Regions from separate parts of the Hordeum vulgare genome. Here region 2 is linked to region 1. The links are chromatin contacts, called in public Hi-C maps. All regions are on one chromosome and are shown on one strand. Each heading gives the region's core, a stretch centred on a gene start, on an enhancer-like site or on the middle of the called end of the contact. The rest is flanking DNA. Distances are from core to core; before and after follow the strand shown. Region 1 holds the start of LOC123395752 (disease resistance protein RGA2-like). Region 2 holds the start of LOC123452133 (putative disease resistance protein RGA3).

The links. A called contact is a pair of places that touch in the nucleus more often than the background predicts.
Region 2: a Hi-C map of seedling shows a contact between it and region 1, with 3 times the contacts expected there. The contact joins the promoter of LOC123452133 here to the promoter of LOC123395752 in region 1. A contact is called at or near these places in 3 of 6 Hi-C or Micro-C datasets (leaf and seedling) and 1 of 1 datasets of contacts at active chromatin or transcription factors (embryo).

What each region holds. Positions count from the first base shown.
Region 1 is chr5H:392,295,880-392,299,629 of MorexV3_pseudomolecules_assembly, reverse strand. LOC123395752 (disease resistance protein RGA2-like) reads left to right here and starts at 1,687. Exons shown (of 5, transcript XM_045090784.1): 1 at 1,687-2,131; 2 at 2,803-3,750. The coding sequence starts at 1,814.
Region 2 is chr5H:392,531,389-392,535,166 of MorexV3_pseudomolecules_assembly, reverse strand. It overlaps LOC123452133 (putative disease resistance protein RGA3), which reads right to left and starts at 2,377. Exons shown (of 9, transcript XM_045128723.1): 1 at 1,937-2,377; 2 at 424-1,581. The coding sequence starts at 2,224.

The DNA of each region.
Region 1 (3,750 bases), core at 438-2,937:
CTAGTTCTTGAGGGGAAAGAGAGATGAGATCTAGATCTACGTTTGAACCAATCACTTTCTCCTCTATGTGAGGGGAACCCCTTGGATCTAGATCTTGAAGTTCTTTATGTTCTCTTATTCGTTCTTCCTCTCATTTTCCTTCATAACATTAGTTGTTGTGGTGGCATTTGGGAGAGAAGGACTCGGGCACTCCTTGTGCCCTTGGCATTGCATTTGGTGCATAGGTTTGTGTTTTCCACGATGATACCTGGAAGTGAAATTTGAGAAGCTTATTACTCTTGGGTGTTTGGGCACCCTAGAGCTTGGGCCTCTTGGGTGCTTTGGCACACTAGACGGTTGAGGTAACCTCGAAGCCACAATCCATTGTGGTGAAGCTTTGTGGTGGTGTTAGGAGCCTGCAATTAAGTTGTGGAGATTGCCCAAACCTTGTTTGTAAAGGTCTAGTCACCTCCTTCAAGGGCACCACTAGTGGAACCACATTATCTTGCATTGTGCGAGGGCGTGAGGAGATTACGGTGGCCCTAATAGCTTGTTGGGGAGCATTATGCCTCCACACCGCTCCAAACGGAGATTAGCATCCGCAAGGGTGTGAACTTCGGGATACATCGTCGTCTTCGCGTGCCTCGACTATCTCTTACCCAAGCCCTTTACTTATGCACTTTACTTTGTGATAGCCATATTGTTTCTTGTAATATATCTTGCTTTTCTTTAGTTGTTTAGCTTGCTTAGCATAAGTTGTTGGTGCACATATGTGAGCCGTTCAAGCCTAAACCGTAATTATTTTAAAGCACAACAAAACCACCCTAGGACTACAAGAGTAATCGGGGTACTCAACCATGAACACGCCACCACGCAAAGATGAAGCCGCATACGACGAACCGTGGGCTCCAAGGCGGCGCCTTTAGGAAGGTTACGACACCGGAGTGTCGCCACCGCCCGATCCGAGGATAAGAGCTTCCCCTGAAGCAATACGACGGGCAATTAGAGTCGCGACAATGCCTTCAAGAAGGGATCGAGCTTCGCCGCCACCGGTTCGTCCGAAGCTAGAACATGTTTTCACCCCAGCCAATACTCACCGGTACCGAAACCCACACCCCGGCTACCACTCCGCATACATGGCCATGGTCACCAGGAAGCATCAAGCCATGAACTCTGCCCATAAGCACCGTGCTACCACCACCAAGGCCGCCGCCCCGACATCCAGGACCTTGACACCACCGCACATGAGACCCGCCGCTACCTCAACCAAAGAGACGAGAGGAAAGGACCCGCCTTTTGTACCCCTGGACGACCCCAAACGCTGAGACCTAATAGGCCAACCAAAACTGACCTCCATCGACCCGTCGTGTAATACCAGTCGCAAGACGAGCTCTGTCCCCCACCAAAGGCGCCGCGCGAGGAGCCGAGAGAGCCCCGCCGCCGCCGGCCAGACTTTGCCCGACCACGCCCTGTGGTGACGGCGAAGAAGGGGGAGCGGGGAGGAGATGGCTTGTGGCGGCGATAGTGCACTCGCCCTCCCCCTCACAAGCGGGGCGAAGCGGGAGGGGAGGGGGAAGTTTTTTGTGTGCATCAATTGTGTTTTCTTCACATAAGGTGTAAATTTCTCCATCTAGTGTGTTCAAAAGCATTCGAAGTGCTGGTTCTACATCTTTCTCCACCTTTGAGACTTTGAAAAGTCAAAGTCAAGAAACCAATCGATCTAAAACAGAAGTGATGAAAATGACAAATAGGATAGTCCTAGTTCTGCTCAAAGCCTCCATTGCCAGCCGCATCTTTCTGGTTGTGCTCTTGCTCCACCCCTTTCTTTCCAGCCATGGTAGGTACGGAGATGCTCGCGGCCGCGGCTGTGAGCCAGGTCGCCCGCAAGATCGGCGAAATCATCGGCGCGGCGCAGGGCGAGGTCACGCTGTGCTGCAGTTTCAGCGACGATCTGGAGAGCATAAAGGACACTCTGGTGTACCTAGAAGACCTGCTGAAAAATGCGGAGAGGAACTCCTTCGGAAGCGAGAGGGCGAACCTGCGGCACTGGCTCACCCAGATCAAGTCCCTGGCCTTCGACATCGAAGACATGGTTGACGACTACTACTCTTCCAAGGAGCAGTTTGAAGGGAGCAGCAGCTATGCTCAGAAGGTAAACGGTTTGGTCTGATTAAATAGTCTCCTGTGCAATTTTAATCAGATCTGGAGAGTTTCGACTCTTCTTCCCAGGAGTTATGATTTCTCCCACGAATTTCTGCAATAATTTCAGCTCAGTAACATTTTGTTATCCATGTTTGATAATACTATAAATTTTTTGTAATCCAAACTGAAAAAAAAAATCTTAGTAGTGTTAACAATTCGATTACTGACAACAGTGTTTAGGATTTGTGCAAATCAGTCTGGGAGTCGGCAATCTTTTACATAATTTGCAGTGAATGGATAGAGCTCTCAGCGTATAGATATCCAAAATCGAGCATATAAGCTGGAGTGGGACAAGAACATTTTGTGTTAACTTGGCCAAATACTAAAAAATGAATCATTGAGGGTCAGTGAGAAATAAGTTTTTGTTTCCCATGTTAAAGTAATGCTTACCAAGGATCGTGGTTCTTCCACTCCTGCCACAAGAAGCAATGAATTGTTATGTGATTGCAACTTCAACCCAACATTTTGTCTTTTTTGTTTTGTTTTGTTATGGCATGTAGCACGGGCGCTTCTTCGGCTGCCTTTTGCTACTCACTCCCTGATTACACTTATCAAGCTTACAGCTTTTGTTATGGCAGCAAAGATGTTGATTTTTAAGTAAAACTGCTTATAAATTTTCAGGGATCATTGTTCTGCTCACTTTCCAATCCTGTGATTTCGAAAGTTAGCATGGTTCATAAGATGAAATCCAAGAGAGAGTTGTTGCAGACAAGGCAACACTTGCCTAATCAATATCATTTCATTTCACATATTAACTCAGTGGTGGATTTTGATGAGAAGCAAACAACATCATACAGAAATAGTGACATTACTCTTTTCGGGAGAGATAGAGACTTAGAAAATCTCATGGACATGATAATGCAAAAAAGTGTCAGCGAGATTTCCATTATTCCTATAGTAGGGCCCACGGGTCTTGGGAAAACAAGCCTCGCACAGCTAGTTTTCAATGAGGCTAGAACAAAGGCATTCAGCTTCAGGATATGGGTTCATGTTTCCATGGGCAATGTCAGCCTTGAAAAAATTGGGAGGGATATAGTTTCACAAACTACCGAAAGGATTGAGGGAAATATGCAATTACAATCAATTAAGAATGCTGTTCAAACCATACTTAATAAGTATAGCTGCTTAATAGTATTAGATAGCTTGTGGGGTAAAGATGAAGAAGTGAATGAGCTGAAGCAGATGTTGCTCACAGGTATACAGACAGAAAGCAAGATTGTAGTGACCACCCATAGCTATAAAGTTGCTGAGTTGGTGTCTACTGTTCCACCTTACAAGTTGTCTGCATTATCTGAAGATGATTGTTTGAATATATTCTCACAAAGGGCAATGACTGGGCGTGGTGACCCACTGTTCAGGGAATACGGAGAAGAAATTGTTAGAAGGTGTGGCGGCACACCCTTGGTTGCTAACTTTCTTGGATCTGTCGTGAATGCCCAACGACAGAGGCGTGAGATTTGGAAAGCTGCCAAGGATAAAGAAATGTGGAAGGTAGAGGAAGATTATCCCGAAGACAAAATTTCACCACTATTTCCATCTTTTAAGATAATATATTATAATATGCCTCAC
Region 2 (3,778 bases), core at 1,128-3,627, 230 kb before region 1:
ATCTTTGGAGACTGTCCATATATAAAACATCATGTATTTTGGAACGGATGGAGAACTAACTAAAAGCTAGCTAAGCTCAATATACCAAATACAAATACCAGAATCTTGTAATACGCGTGATTCATAGTGAACCTATCGGTGAGTCCTTTACCATCTGATAAAGAAAGTACCATTGATTGTAAAGGATAATAACATTGATCATATATTCGTGAATGACAGGCGAAGATTATTGAGGTCAAAAGTTACGTATTTACTCATTAGTCAAAGTTTATAAATGAAAACCATAAACAACAATAAGTAAAATATGAACTTACTAACGTAGGCAGCAAATTTTCACGATGGTATATCCGTAAATGGTCTAAAAGCATACTTTAAACAGCAAAAGAAAAGACTGTCAATCCAAAAAAACACTTGGTGACTTACTGAATGTGTCTTTCTAACTTGGAGGAAATGTATTGACAGAAGGTCCTGAATGTACATCTCCGCCTGCACGTAGGATGGCAAGGTTCCATGTTTTGATCCAATAATATCGAGTGCAATCCACTGTCTGATAAGTTTTTCTTTATCAATTATAGATCCCTTAGGAAATACTGATAAATATAGAAAGCATAGTTTCAGCGCTGAGGGCATGTCATAGTATATTTGATTCAGTGATGCAAACACTTTAACTTTCATGGAATATGTGCTCTCTAATTTCCATATTGGTTCATCCCTTGCTGCTAACCAGACATCCATGACTTGATTGTGCACTACTGAACCAAGAAAATGAGCTAAAGATGGTATTCCATCACATCTTTTCACAATTTGCTTCCCAATTTTCTCCAGGCATGCATTTACAGTACCCCCGTCCCCAAAAGCTTTTTCAAAAAATATTGTCCAACAGTCATCTTCAGACAATGGAAACAACTTGTACGGTGGGAAAGTGTGCATTAGCTCTGCAGTTATATCACTGGAAGTGGTCACCAAAACTTTGATCCACTTGTTCGTACGCCTGAGCATTTCCTTCAATTCATCCAACTGGCTTTTATCTGTGCTACAAAGGCCATCCAAGACAATTAGACAACGTTTGTCATGAAGTGTCTTCTGCAAACGATTCTTTAGCAATTGGAGATCTTCATGGATTTGAATGTTGGTATTGACTTCTGAGGGTCCTTCTTTTGTCCCATTAGCTTGTGAGATTATTTCAGCAGCAATGTTTGTAAGGTCAAATTTCCTATTTAAGTCGATCCAAATACGAAGATCTAAATTCCACCCTTCTCCCTGGTCATGGAAAATTAATCTGGCAAGTGTTGTTTTTCCCAAACCCACAAGACCAACTATGGGAATGATGGACAATGTTTCTGTACCATTTTCCAAGATTAATTTCTTTATTTTTGCTTTATCACTATCTCTTCCAACGATTGCAGTTATACAGAACTCTTCTTGGATACCAGATTGTTCAAGATCACACTTTGGGTGCTGCAGAAAACTGAAAACGACAGAATCACTTGCTAAAAGATCCAACTTTTTTCTGAGTATCTTCATTCTATTCACTCTAGTACTGTACAAGAAAAACGGACATGAAGAACACAATGATGTTGCCTGCAAAATTTTATTTAAAAATGATCAATCAACAACAGTTTTAACTAACTTAGATGGTTCAAATATAGCTGATACGTTGCACCGCTAAATCAGTTGTACAAATATATATACAACAGGAGCTCCATTTCAAACATTGGTTGCAGAAATACTAGTATATGGCAGGAGCAAATGTAAACTGTAATTGGCAATATATTTATAAAGGATCAAGTGCAGCGCTGTAATAACCTAAAGAGTGGCAATTCTGACACAAAGCGAAAAGGAAATTTTAGTAATTTGCACTAGCTGTTATCCAATACTATAAAGAAGATGCCTTGGCAAGGGCGCAAGGCCCATTTGGGGGTTGAGACTATCGAACCTTTGTGATACAGCCGGTCCTCTCAGATCCGATGCCATTTTGGTCTTCAAACTCGTCCAAGAGATGTTCAGTATCATAGACAATCTGATTTATCTTCGCCATCCAATCCTGCACCTCCGTACGCGCCCTAAAAAGTCTCTCCACACTTAGCAGCACATCTTGCAACGCCGACAGAGTTTGCCACAGATGCGCCACGTGCTCGTCTACGCCTGACGGTAGCTCCGACCGGCGAGCGTCGGAGGCCAGCCGGCGTAGGAGCCGGTCAACGACGGCGCCGGAGGTGGCCATAAGGCATGTGGACTTGCTTATGGATATATTCCACAGTTTTGAACCGGGGTCTCGACGAAGTGGACACGGTCTTCTTCTTCGCCTCTATAGACCGTGTCCATTCAAGTCTGGTAGAGTGGAAAGAGGGCAGATGTATTTTTTTCTCTTTTTTGCTAGTGATGAAGGGCATCTCCAACCACTCACCTACAAATTTGCTCCGCCATGCGTCCCGTGAAGACGGATACAGGAACCGATCATCAAATATTGTCTGCATATAATTATTGTTTAAACAAAAAAAATAAAATTCATTTAAATATAACGGATTATATAAACCAGAGAAAATACATTACATTTTAAACATTTTTAACTAAAAGCTAGTATATGGTACTGAAGGTAAAATTAGTCTATGACCGGCGCAGGCGAATATCCATTCCAATGATACGGTTACCTTTGACTAACCTACGGCCGACCGCAGTGAACCTTCATTGTCTTTCTCATTTTCAGTAATTCTCTCGTTGGACTGCCGTGAGTCCCGGTGGTATATGCTTCACCAAGTGCGGCTCGCTTCCCCTTGCTCGATAGTGCCGCTCATCGAAGTGGCACCACTCGATATGCTTCAGTCGGAGGGGAAGGGTGCCCTCTGCTTCCGTGAACCACGAATCAAGGTTGGCTTTAGGGATGGGGCATGATGATGGGCTGCGATCGAGCAAGACACCAGTTGTGTACGTCGACGTAGCCTCCGGGGTGGCCTTCATGGGACCCAATCGACGACGGCCTCCCATGTTCTACTTCTCCTTGATGATGATGGCGGGTGTGGACATGCTGGCAGCTGCTTCGTCGATCTCCGCAAAACTGACTTCTTTCTTCGTCGGCAGGGTGTGGCGCGAACGTTTACGGCAAATGACGCGGTCGCAGGCACACAACATCGTCCACGACAGTCACGATGCCCGTGCCGCCATGCTCCCCCACATGTCGGCCTGGAGCAACTCGCCACTCCTCGACGAGCTGGCTTGGAGCGGCGAGTTGATGAACAACACCGGCTTGGAGCTTCTGCCTCCGCGAGTTGGCCTACAGCGGCCTCGAGCATCGAGGGAAGTGGAGCAAATAGTTATGTGGCATGTATCCGACGGCTTGGCTCGTATCTGGCAGCCTCGACGGGCCATGATGACCCACAAGTATATGAGGTCAATCTAGTCCTTTCGATAAGTAAGAGTGTCGAACCCAACGAGGAGCAAAAGGCTCTGATAAACGGTTTTCAGCAAGGTAATAACTGCAAGCACTGAAAGTAGCGGTAACAAGTGATGGTGTAGTGAGGTGAAACGTAGCAGGTGAAAAGTAACAAGTAATAGCAACGGTGCAGCAAGGTGGCCCAATCCCTTTTGTAGCAAGGGGCAAGCCTGAACAAAGTCTTATAGAAGGAAAAACGCTACCGAGGACACACGGGAATTTCTGTCATGCCAGTTTTTCATCATGTTCATACGATTCGCGTTCGTTACTTTGATAGTTTAACATGTGGGTGGACCGGCGCTTGGGTACTGCCCTTACTTGGACAAGCATCCCACTTATGATTAACCC